Linked DNA regions of Sus scrofa: region 2 is linked to region 1. A link is a contact called in public Hi-C data. All regions are on one chromosome and are shown on one strand. Each heading gives the region's core, a stretch centred on a gene start, on an enhancer-like site or on the middle of the called end of the contact. The rest is flanking DNA. Distances are from core to core; before and after follow the strand shown. Region 1 overlaps CABLES1 (CDK5 and ABL1 enzyme substrate 1). Region 2 overlaps TMEM241 (transmembrane protein 241).

Region 1 (6,671 bases), core at 4,131-6,630:
GCCCGCTCTTTAAGGCACACATGGCATAAATGACTGAGTCAGCATTCCATGAATAACGAAGGACTATGTTCTATTCCCTGGTGTAAAAATAAGGACTACAATGAGTTTAACAGGCCGAGAGTCTGACAGGTCTGTGGCAGGGAGCAAAGGTCATGGTGACCGGGGCTGGCCAGGCAGAGCCTGTGGAAAGTGGTGGAAGAGGACTAAATGGTGGATCAGCACCAGGGGCCATACTGCCACCCTAAGGGGCAGTGGTCGTGTGTCGTTGCTACGATGATCAGAGGGCAACCCCAGCATTTAGTCTGCAGAAACGGAGCTGACCTTCGACCTCCTACAATGCTCCCGGCATCCTTTGCAGGGAACCGTCCTGCCCCAAATACCAGCAGCTCCCTGATGACAAACTATGGACACAGTGAACACGCGACAGGTGAGTGAGTCAGACGCAGGGGGAGAAAGAGCCCAGAGTTTGCGGACAAAGAACGAGGAGGGGGTCTGCCAGGTCCGTGCTTCACTTACCTACTTCTTTTCAGGGCAAAAGGAGAGGCTCATTGATTGAGAAAGGTGTGCATTCCCCTGGCCTGTGGCTGATCACACAGGTCTGTTCCTGATACCGCTTTTTTGCTTGGATGTTTGCTCCAGGTTGCAGGTCCATGTCCAGCCCCAAGCCCAAGACGCAAGGAGACAGGATGGCCGCATGGTTTGTCTGAGTCTTTCCTGACCTACCTTTCTCCAGAAGTCAGTGAGGCCCTGCGAGATGGGTGGGCCCCAAATTGCTCTTGCTTTACGGTATTGGAAGAGGTGACAAAATGCATGTTTCGAACATCAGGCAATGTGGTAAGGACACACATGCAGGCACATGCGCACATATGTGCACTCTCGCACACATGTGTGTTCAAGGGCATGTGCACATGTGCACACCCCCCCAATAACAAGGAAGCTTTCTGGCTGAAAAGAAAATGGCATTTTGTTTCTTTCAAATATACAAATACTGAATTTGCAGGGTCAAAGCAAGGCACATTCTTTGAAATGGAAAGGGTGGCCACAGTGTATACATGGTGTCAGATGTTTTCACCCAGAGAACTACAAAGCAAGCATGCATATACATACCCAACTTGGGCACTGTCGCGATATGGCAGCACTGAAAATATACTACAGAAGGATCTTCTGCCACTGATAAGGACTATTCTAAAAAAAAAAAAATAAAGAACAAATAACAAACAAACTAAATGCAAAGGCTTTTAAACTAAAAATAAAATTCTACAGCAATTAAGCATTCATGGAATTCACAGCCGCATTTGCACACTCCCGCCACCTCCTCTAACAGATGGTGTTCTGCTCTCCTTGCAAAATGCAAGCTCAGCGCAGCAGAAGTGTGCCTGCCTCTCCCGATTCAAATGTTAACACAGTGAGGCTCGGGCGAGGGTCTCTGAGGAGCACATGGGAATCCACTGCCGGCTGTGGGCGGCACGTGCAAGACAGAGCAGGCGGGGCGATGAGTCCTGGCTGCCCAAGGCTGGCTGAACCGTCATGCTGCATTTAAACCATCAGTTTCTACTTTGCAGTAAACAAAGCAAGAGCAAGAGCGCCAGAAACCGTGAGCAGGAAAGACACTCAGATGCCATTGGGATCATTAGGGATTTTTATATGCTGGCAGCGTGTTAGGTTCTGAGAATAAATGGAGGGGACAATTACATAATCCGTCTTAGCCTCCGTTCTTGCTATAAAGATACCACTGGAAACGGTTCTACATGAAGCTCTTATGCAATCAAAAGCACTTAAAAAAACATTAAAAAAAACCTCTCAAATGCACTTATTCTGGCAGCTGAGGATAATTTTTGCCCTCCTCTTGTTGATGAAAAAATGGAGAAACAGTGAAGGAGATTAAAAACCAACATTTTTTAGCATGATGGCCACACACTTCAGATACAGAGCTTCCCGACTTTTGTCAGTTTTTCCTTTAATAGTTATAAAAGTAAAACCAGGAGAAAGCCAGCAGTACTAACTGCATCAAGGTTTGAGTATTCTGACCTTGTTTTAAAACTATGATATTAAATTGCCTACATGCTTAGGATTAAGTCAGGTTCCCTGCCAATGGTGAACCAGGCCCTTTGTCTTCTGGCGCTTTCTGCCTCTCAGATCTTAACACACACAATATTTCCCCCTGCATTTTATCACATCCCTGCTCAAGTACTTGAAATACCCCCACCTTTAAAAAACCTCGCTGTTTCAGATATCTGTCCTTAGCATGCTATTTCTTTTGACTGTTGTGTCCTACTAGGTATGCTAGGTGAACTCCTATTTAATCATCAAAACCCAGCTCAAAAGTCACCTCCCCAGGAGGCATTTCTTCCCCTTTCACTGAGTTACTCATCCCCTTGTTGGTGCCACCTCTACTCCGTATTTCCATTTCCAGGAGTACCCTGGTCATAAAGGCACTGCATTTGCTAAGCATTTGCTGCTCTCCTCTTCTAGACAGTCTGAGGGTTTTGCATATGGTAGCCCCACCCCGAAATGAAGTCTGGGCAATGCTGAGCTTCAGAGCAGCACTTGGGTACCCATCACTGGGAAGGCAGGACCAATGCTACATCCCAGCTTCAAATCCCAGCTCTGTCACCTCTGTCTGACCTGAGGCAGCTCGCGAATTCTTTAGTGCCCTTATCTAAAACCACAGGATACAATTAGGAGCTATCTTATTGAATGCTGTAGAGTAAATGAATCCCCTTATGGGAGAGCTTTCAGAACAGTTTCAGCCAAGTAATATGCACTCACTAAATAGTCATGATCTTTACTGGGAACTGCCTTCTGGGGTTGAGGTAAGCTTTCTCACCAGAGTTGGTGGATTCAGAACCTCTTCAGACCTCTGTGCTCAAATACACAGGCCTTGCTGTGGCTGTGGTGTAGGCCAGCAGCTACAGCTCCAATTCGACCCCTAGCCTGGGAACCTCCAGGGTGCCATGAGTGTGGCTCTAAAAAGACAAAAGACAAAAAATATAAAATGCACAGGCCTGCTAAGAGGCCTGCAAGGACAGCTGAAGGATGGCACATGTGGCCTGTCATGAGGTGTGACATGCACACAGACGTATGTCTCTCCTCTCTCCAGGGAGATGTTTATCATCAGGTATCACAGACCCAGACCCTGGTCACAGCTCCAAGGACAGAAGCACCATGTCCAGGGGAGGCCTCCCAGGCCTGAAGGGCAAAGGGCCAAGCATTAAATACACTTTGGACACACCACCCAGCTGGACACCAGCTCTCACAGAGACAAGAGCAGAGCTGCCACTGTAGTGCCAAGTAAATTTACTTAGGCACACATGACAATAGCTCACACCTATTGTTAATTAGGTACCAGATTCTAAATGCTTTGATGGGTGAGGCATGAGTGAGTCAAGTGACAAAGGTGATGCAGGAGCAGGTGTGATGGTCTGAGGAATTTTTTTTTTTTTTCAATGGGTGCACCTGCGGCATATGGAGGTTCCCAAGCTAGGGGTCGGATCGGAGCTACAGCTGCAGGCCCACGCCACAGCCACAGCAATAGCAGATCTGAGCCGCATCTGCAACCTACACCACAGGTGATGCCGGATCCTTAACCCACTGAGCAAGGTCAGGGATTGAACCCGAGTCCTCATGGATACTAGTTGGGTTTGTAACCTGCTGAGCCACAATGAGAACTCCCTGGACATTTTTTTTTTCTTTTCTCTTTTTGCCTTTTCTAGGGTTGCTTCCCGCGGCAACATGGAAGTTCCTAGGCTAGGGGTCCAATCGGAGCTGTAGCCACCAGCCTACGCCACAGCCACAGCAACACTGGATCCGAGCCGCGTCTGCGACCTACACCGCAGCTCCTGGCAATGCCCGGATCCTTGTCCTTAACCCACTGAGTGAGGCCAGGGATCGAACCCGCAACCACATGGTTCCTAGTCGGATTCGTTAACCACTGAGCCACGATGGGAACTCCCTCCCTGGACATTTTTAATAGACTAAGGGAAGGACAGGATATAAATGCATGTAATATGTAAGCTTTCTTTCCAAAATTTCAACCACAATGTGCCCATTGGCGAAGGGCACGTGACTTGAATCGGGTGCTCACGCTGTGTGGTCCTCACCTTTGAGGTGAAGGAGAGGCTGGGAGCATGGGTCTCATTCAGGAAAAAAAAAAGCCTTACTCAAACGGAGCAACTACAAGGTGGACGGTTGCCAAGGATTCCAGGAGGGTTGATCCTTTGGTTGGCCATTCTCAAGCAGCTGGGGGAGAGGGGGCGGAGGAGGGGAGGAAGGGCGGAGGAGGGGAGGAAGGAAGACCGCACTTGGGGCACTTTTCTTTCCTTCTTGGGTCCAACCACGCCCAGACTCCCACTCTCTGCAGGGGCCAGAGGAGGAATCCTTGCAGAGACCTGCACAGCAGCTCTGCAACAGGTCTGCGGCTGTCCATGCCCTGGGGAGCTGAAAGGAGCCAATGGAGCTCCCAAGAATACATCCTACATGTTTCCTGAAACAGCTTTGGAGTTGGGTGGGACTTGAATTCTTAGCAGGAGCAGACATGTATCAACAAGTGTCAAGTTTGTGACTGTTTCCTGCACTAGCGCCTTCAAAGAGCGAGAATCTCAAGATGGGTCCAGCGGGACCAACTGCTGTGTCCAGAAGCCAGAGGGGTTCACATGAATTTGCAGCTTTGTTCTTCCCAAGCATCAGGGGAACATCCATCATAACTGAGATGCTCAAGAAGAAAATCAGATTTGTGTGCCTCCTTTGAGTATATTTGTGGAAGAATGAAATCAGATGCTCGTTGTCAGGAATGACGTTAGGACGGCCAAACTCCATTTCCAGTGGGCTTTGGAAATTCACCATGTTTTTCCCTCCGCCGCTATAGTTATCGTCTTCTGTGCCCAAATGTCATGCAGAAAGCCCGCAGAATTCCCCATCTGTAACATATAACACTTCACTAGGAGTCAAGATGACCAGAAAGCATTACACAAAAGATTAGGACTTCAAAAGAGGAATTAACTCCAGGGAGATGGGTCTTTAAGGAATTAAAGATCACATTTCCATACAAACATCTGCCAGAAGGGAAAAAAACAGCAGGAGGAAGAGCTCCCTAGGGCTGCAGCTCAGGCGGGCAGGGCTCTCTCTTGATGCACAGTGTTTTCCGAGAAGGGCTGAGCAGGCTCTGCTCTTGGAACAGGGTCTTTTTCTTTCTGGAGCTTCATTTCCAGGCTTAGGAAAGTGTTTCTGGTATGAGGGAGCTTAACAGCTTCAGGCCACGTAGCTTCCAAAGGCACCCTTGGCCCGTGAGATACCAGAGTGCTTGTAAGAGCGTGAAGGTGCCCAAGGGGGCTCACGGCTGATACGGGACCATGGAGCCCTTTCCCTGCATCTGCTTCCAACCCTTCAGCCCCGTGCTGACACTGTTCCACCAGACAACGTCTAACACCATCCAGGATCCTTCAATGCTCTCTTTTATGCCAAAAACTGGCCTCTTGTTCTAGTTCCAGAACCCTGGGGAGCCTCTGTTGGCTGTATGACGTTTTGATCTCTTCCAGGTGGAATATTCCATGATAGCCAAGATACTCACTTAAGGACTTGAAAAACAAGTGACCAACTTCAAAAGTTAGAGCAAAGAAAATCACATTTGCAGCAGTGGTGGGTGAGAAGAGTGCTACATGAATGTGGCCCAGGGGTCTGTGTTAGGTACCTGGACACACATGTAGAAATGCATTCTCAAACCCCGTATTTCATCCCCTTACATGACAGGCCCAGGAAGCAAGAATGAACACACTTAACAATGCTGGTGTTGCAGGCTGAATCGTGTTTCCCACAGGATACATGCTGATGTCCTAATCCCGGCCCCTGCGGATGTGGCCCTATTTGGAAATACAGTCTTTGCCGATGTCATCAGTTAGAATGAAGTCATAATGGATAAGGGTGGGCCCTAGGTCCAAAGGCTGGATTTCATAAGGAGAGAGACCGGAGACGCCCAGTTGAACACAGAGAAGAGGCCACATGATGATGGAGGCAGGGACTGGAGTAGCGCAGCCAAAACTCATGGATGCCAAGAACTGCCAGCAGATGCTCGAAGAGGCAAAAGATGATCCCTCCCTAGAGGCTTCAGAGGGCGCATGGCCCTGCTGACACCTTGACTCCTGGTCTCCAGAACTTCGCAGGGATGCATTTTTGTTGTGGTGGTAGTGTGTATTTGTTTGTTTGTTTGTTTCTTTCTTTCTCTCTCTCTCTCTCTCCCCCTCCCCCCCCCCTCTTTCTTTCTTTTAGGGCTGCATCCCCGGCACACAGAAGTTCCCAGGCTAGGGGGTTTAATCGGAGGTACAGCTGCAGGCCTATGCCACAGCCACAGCAACTCAGGATTTGAGCCACATCTGCAACCTACATTGCAGCTCAAGGCAATGCTGGATCCTTAACCCACTGAGTGGGGCCAGGACTGGAACCTGCATCCTCATGGACACTAGGTGGGTTCGTTACCTCTGAGCCACAACAGAAACTCCCATTTTTGTTCTTTTAAGCAGCCTGTTTGTGGCACTTTGCAAGGCAGTCCCAGAGAGTGAATATAGCTGGCCCTCAGCCACTTTCTGGGCCCCATGCTGCTCAGTGCCACGATTCCAGTCTGGGGAGCTGGGAGGAGGGAAGGAGCTGAACGAACTAGAAACCCGAGCAAGAGCTGGAGC
Region 2 (6,277 bases), core at 1,420-3,919, 110 kb before region 1:
CTGAGGGTGGGTTAGCTATTTATTATGACTTCTTTTTTTTCTTCCTTTTTTTTTTTTTTTTTTTTTAGGGCTGCACTATGGCATATGGAGGTTCCCAGGCTAGAGGTCCAATCGGAGCTGTAGCCGCCGGCCTACACCACAGCCACAGCAACGCCAGATCCGAGACGTGCCTGCAACCTACACCACAGCTCATGCAATGCCAGATCCTTAACCCACTGAACGAGGTCGGGGATCGAACCTGCAACCTCGTGGTTCCCAGTCGGATTCGTTTCCGCTTCGCCACGATGGGAACTCCCTATTATGACTTCTGAGGAGTTGCACTGACCCTTCCAGAGATGAGATGTCCAGTGATTCGGGGACCAGGGGCCTGTGGAGGAGGATCCCTGACATGCACTTCTGGGTTGTTTTGGAGCTTGGGCGACTGGAGCTCAGTAAAGAATTTATTGCTTGTTTTTGCTCTGCCTATCTCAAGTTCTGGGCTCCTTTAGTCAGCGGAGGTTAAAAGAAAAAGGGTGCTGTCCTCTGTGGGGTGGGTGAACTCCTCCAGGCCCTGGATTGGTTGTCAACCCCCTAACGGCCCCCAAGAGCTGCTGGTGAATGTTTGTTACCCGGGGAAGAGTTGGAGCAGCCCTGTCGTTCCCGTCCTCTGCTCTTCTTCCTCCAGACCGTGGAGATGTTGTTTCTGTTTAGCTCAGAATCTTCTAGTACCGTATTTTCCCACGTTGGGCGCAGTGTTCCAGGTGGGAGCTGGGTCATCTCTGTGTGTGTCATTCTTTCTGTACGGAAGGGATAAGGGTCCCCACTGGGGGGCAGTGGAGTCAAGGTTGGCTTTGCCTTTGGACTCTGCTGAGGCGGGTTCCACCAAGAAGAGCAAAAACATAAGAGATAACAAAGGATCTAAAGATGGGAGCCAATGCTTTGTACACAGACATCATGTGTTCATTGAAACAATGCCATCTGGGGAGTTCCCGTCGTGGCTCAGTGGTTAACGAATCCGACTAGGAACCATGAGGTTGCGGGTTCGGTCCCTGCCCTTGCTCAGTGGGTTAAAGATCCAGCGTTGCCGTGAGCTGTGGTGTAGGTTGCAGATGCTGCTCGGATCCCACGTTGCTGTTTCCGTGGTGTAGGCCGGTGGCTACAGCTCCAGTTGGACCCCTAGCCTGGGAACCTCCATATGCCACGGGTGCGGCCCTAGAAAAGGCAAAAAGACAAAAAACAAAAAACAAACAAAAACAATGCCATCTGGGTTGTTCATCACACATGGACACTTAAGACAGCCTTCACAGCAAAACACATTTCTCTTGCCAGCGCTATACTTTTAAAAAAAATTGAGATACAACTGACATATAACATTGTATTAATTTCAGGTATGTGCAAGTGGGTTTTTTTTCCTTAATTCTATGGCTGTACCCTTGGCATATGGAAGTTCCTGGGCCAGGGATTGAATCTGGGCTGCAACTGTGGCAACACTGGATTCTTTAACGCACTGAGCGAGGTCAGGAATCGAACCTGTGTCCTCATGGATACTAGTCAGAGTTGTTGCCACTGAGCCACAACGAGAACTCCTGCTTACTTTGTAACTGAAAGTTGGTACCTTTTGAGTTCTTCACTTTTTTTTTTTTTTTTGCTTTTTAGGGCCTGCACCCGTGGCACATGGAAGTTTATAGACTAGGGGTTTGAATCAGAACTGAAACTACAGGCCTACACCACAGCCACAGCAACATCAGATCGGAGCTGCATCTGCGACCTACACCACAGCTCAGGGCAATACTGGGTCCTTAACCCACTGAGTGAGGTCAGGGATTGAAACCACATCCTCATGGATACCAGTCAGGTTTGTTACTTCTGAGCCACAACGGGAACTCCTGAGTGCTTCATTTTTAAAAAGTATGTTTATGCTTCACGCTGGAGTAAAAAAACATTGTAATTTGTCCTCAATTAGCAAAATAATCCTTCTGTAATATCTAGAATTAATCTGTTGTCATTCCTGACCATCTTCCCTATCAAATATAGGAAAATCTATGCTTCTCCCTGCTAGAACTTTCTTCCCAAGTGCCAAGGACTAATTCTCTTTAACTAATAAAAAGGTAGAGCCCAGGAGTTCCCACCGTCGTGCCATGGGTTAAGAATCTGGTTGCAGCTGCTCCTGTTGTGGAGGCTCGAGTTCAGTCCCTGGCTTGGTGCAGTGAGTTAAAGGATCTGACCAATGCAGCTGCCACGTCGGTCACAGCTGTGACTCAGATTCAATCCCTGGCACAGGAACTTAATATACCATGGGTGCAGCCATTAAAAAAAAAAAAGAAAAAGGTAGAGTCTACACTAGAATTTCTTCATTTCAGGGAGTGTTATATGCTAAGTTCAGATTTCCCCAATCTTCCCTTTTTTCCTTCTCTCCAAGGGCGGAGTCCAATGTCCCTTCTCCTTTTTTCTGTTTCCTAATTTACACATCATACCAGAGAATTTATAGCACTGCTCAGAGTCAGAGCTGGATTAATGAAAGGAAAATTTAAAGAGACAGACTGGAATAGAGGTTGAACAAGAGCTTAATTTCTTTTGCTACAGAGGGTACATCAATTTCTCCCTCTCGCTTTCACTTTCCTGGTGTGTCAGGTATTTGAAGGCTTGGGCCTGGCATCATTTTGCTTTTCTGTGGGTAAACATAATTCTAATGGTGAGGGTGGTAAAACTACACAGCCAGAGCACTTTGCCGAAGTGACTCAGCCTCGAACCTCTGAGTCATCCTTCATTCGGTCCAAGCAGAAAAAGCCTCAATAAATAGTGAAGTGCAGCAAGTTGTTAAGCCCCCGATGAACTCACTCATAATTTATATGCCTCTTGATATAACTGTTTTCTTTTAAAGGGAAAAAAAAAGGGTTTTTAAGGACTAATTATGTCTCTTTATTTTCATACAGAAAACTTCACCTGCAAAGATCTGTAGGTAAGTTGAAAAAAAAAAAAAAAAAAACCCAAAAACTCCACAAAACTCTAAAATAGATTTAACCTAATTTTAAACTTTGATGATGAACCATCTGTTGACGATTCTCACTTGAGAGTTGACAGAGGAATTTATTGTAAACTCTTGTATGTCCCTATTTTGTGTCTTATTCTAAAATTTACTCTCTTTTTTTTTTTTTGAAATATTTTATTCCTAAGGGGAAAACAACCCGTGCTAGATTTCAGCCATTGATGCCCAAAACGTCACTAAGTGTTGTGCAATACTGATGAAGAATGAAAATGGGAAAAATGAAAATGACCTAAAGTTTAAAAAATAATATGTACAGTTTATGGGGTTTTTAAGATTTCCCATGATGGAAAAGGCACCAGCCCATGAGCCCAGGGATCTGTGTCATGCATGGTCCTGGGCCACACAGCACAGTGACCGTGGGCAGGTTCCCCACTCTGCTCCTCACTTTCCCTCGATGAAACATCAACAGGGCTGGACCCTCTGGCGGGTCCCTGTCCCCTGCTGTGCTAGTTCTGACCTGGGTGCCTCGTTGTTTGACTTCTTACCTCCTGGGCAATAGCTGTGAAGAAGCTTGGTCTCGTAGAGAGAAGACCAGCAGAGATGCTTTGATACATGGATTTAGGACTTTTTGTTTCAGATATTCCTGGGCTTTCATCCAAGCTCCTTTTTTGCTTTTATTACAGGCTGCTACTTGAAGGAGAAAAAAAACAGTCAGGACTCATTCTCTTGTTTAAAAGATTAGCAGGTGTTAAAGAGAGGCATTAAAACCCATTCATGCCTGATGTAATCAGGTGTTGCTCAAAGCCAAGTTTGATGGGAAAGGGTGGGGGTGCGCGTCTCACACCTGGGTGTCCCTTCAGCCTCAGGGGGTCCTCTGTTTGAAGGAATCTAACAGTCCTTGCCTGTGGCTGGGGAAGCGTCCTACATCCTATAAAGCCTTCTTTCTGCTGCAGGCAGACACAAAAGCCCTGAGGGTTCTCCTGTCCTCCACCTACGACCTTGGACCTTTGTATTGCTGTGCAGCCCCAGAACCTTCCCTGACAACCGCCTTCCATGCCCCCAGCCTGTGCCTCTGAGTCCATTGGCCATCGGGCCAGGGAGACTCCGTTGTGTGTGTGCCTGGACTGTTGGCGAGGCTCTAGGAGTAGGGCGGGCTGGAGTGGAGAACCTTCCTAAGCTTCAGGATCTCCTGTGTGGTCCTGCCCTTCCCAAGGCCCCCAGCCCCAGCTCCCAGGCTTCCTCCTGCCAGTCCTCCTGCCTTGGGCCAGCTGCCATGCTAGCCTGTTATGTGTGATGACAACAGTGAGGGCTATCGGGGGTGGAGTTGTGGACAGAATTGATTAGCCAGTGGACTTCAGATATGGATGTCAGGTTGTTGTGTACTACATCTACATGTGTAAGTAGTAGAGAATTCAGTACGTATATGGAATGTATATTGGTTACGACGTCATATAATAAAGTTCCCTAGGGAGTTCCCGATGTGGCTCATCAGCTTAAGGAGCTGATGTCGTCTTTGCAGCAGTCAGGGTTTGATTCCTGGGGCCGGGAACTTCCATATGTTGTGAATGTGGCCAAAAAAAAAAGTGCCCTAAAAGTGAAGATGCTCTCTTCACTGCCTCCGTTCATGCTGATGACCCTTTGCTGTTTGCCGCCTAAGGGAATGGTCAGTAGTGAAGAGGCCCAACCCGCCTACATTGTTGCGTCATAACATGGAAAGAGGAGGGGAGGGCATGTGATCGTTTGGGTGTTATGTTTTCCGATGCCTTCTTTTAGAAGGAGAGAATGATGGGGAAAGGCTAGAGGCCACGGTATTTGGGGGTAGGAAACCCATAGGCCGTATAAAACCCCACTGATTTCTAAGCCCCAAGTAGCTCCAAATCAACTTTCCAATGAATGGGAAAATGTGAAAATAGCCGTGATTGGCAGTGTTACCTTTTGTGCAAGAATTTAATAAAAACCTTTTATTATGGAAATTTCTAAACAGACATAAAAGTAGACAGAATAGTATCATGAAGCACTTAGACTTACCACCCAGGTGCAACAGTTTTCAACCTAAGGCTCCACCCAGTGCTGTATCTGTGGCACCTTAGCCTTTCATTCATAAATATTTTGGTATGTATGAGAGATTTTTTCTAATGAAATTTTTATTTTGGAAAAAAAATTGAAACCTATAGAAAAGTTGCCAGAATATCACAATGAACTCCTGTATACCTTATATCTAAATTCACTCATTGGGAGTTCCTGTTGTGGCTCAGCGGAAATGAACCCAAATAGGATCCATGAGGATGTGGGGTTCGATCCCTGGCCTCGCTCAGTGAGTTAAGGATCTGGCGTTGCCAAAAGCTGTGGTATAGGTTTCAAAGGTGGCTCAGATCCTGTGTTGCTGTGGCTGTGGTGTAGGCTGGCGGCTGCAGCTCTCGCAGTTCTGATTCAAACCCCTAGCCTGGAAACTTCCATATGCCACAGGTGTGGCCCTAAAAAAAAAATGCATTCATTGATAAGATTTTTTGCATTTACTTTCTTTCTCTCCCCATACATACATACTACATACCTATCCCATAAAATATATAAGACCATATTTATTTTTTATTACTTATTTGTTTCTGAACCATTTGAGAATAATTTGCAGGGATTATGATGCTACCCATAAATACTTCAAAGTGTATCTCCTAAAAATAACAAACTCTTGTATAACCACAGTGTGATAATGACATTTAGAAAATTAACATCTGAAACAATTCTGTTGCATAATATTGAGTCCATGTTCAAATTTGTTGAATTATCCCAATATGGTTTTTTATAGTCATTGCTTCTCTCAAAGATGTCATGTCTCTTTTGTATCCTTTAATCAAGAACTGTTCCTTAGCTTTTCATTGCCTTCAGATTTTTGAATAGTATAAGCCCACTGTTTTGTGGAATGTCCCTGAATTTTAATTTGTCTCAGTGTTTCCTCATGATTCCGTTGAGGTTGTCGCATATTTGGCAGGAATAGCAGATGAGTGACGCTGTGCGCGTCTCATTGCCTCATATCAGGAGGCACATGATCTGTCCCACTATTGGAGATGATAGGATCATTTGGATAAGGCGATAAGATTGTAATGTGCTTTCCACGGTGTTTTCCTATTGCTAAACTTATTGTCTGATTGTCCAATTTTCCATGAGTGTATTTTGGGGGATCTATAGTTTAAAAAATCTCCTTTTATATATACTGTTTTTCTCGAGTGAGCCAGCTCTGGTTTTGCTCCAGTCCTGCAAATGTCTGTCTCTGGGAAGGTGGTTAGCTGAACCCCAGGGAAGAAGGCACTGCTGCTC

The links. A called contact is a pair of places that touch in the nucleus more often than the background predicts.
Region 2: a Hi-C map of skeletal muscle shows a contact between it and region 1, with 3 times the contacts expected there. The contact joins two enhancer-like sites. A contact is called at or near these places in 3 of 47 Hi-C or Micro-C datasets (embryonic fibroblasts, liver and skeletal muscle).

Annotation. Positions count from the first base shown.
Region 1 is chr6:108,181,855-108,188,525 of Sscrofa11.1, reverse strand. CABLES1 (CDK5 and ABL1 enzyme substrate 1) reads right to left here. Exons shown (of 10, transcript XM_021097743.1): 4 at 1,108-1,185. Among named protein-coding and RNA genes, the nearest start is that of CABLES1, 69 kb to the right of the region's middle. Within about 2 kb of position 5,380, at least 10 of the 83 cell types and tissues checked have an H3K27ac peak or open chromatin away from gene starts, as enhancers often do. A contact at or near this core is called in skeletal muscle, where this site is marked.
Region 2 is chr6:108,284,788-108,291,064 of Sscrofa11.1, reverse strand. It overlaps TMEM241 (transmembrane protein 241), which reads left to right. Exons shown (of 16, transcript XR_002345438.1): 6 at 2,913-2,938. Among named protein-coding and RNA genes, the nearest start is that of TMEM241, 42 kb to the left of the region's middle. Within about 2 kb of position 2,669, at least 19 of the 83 cell types and tissues checked have an H3K27ac peak or open chromatin away from gene starts, as enhancers often do. A contact at or near this core is called in skeletal muscle, where this site is marked.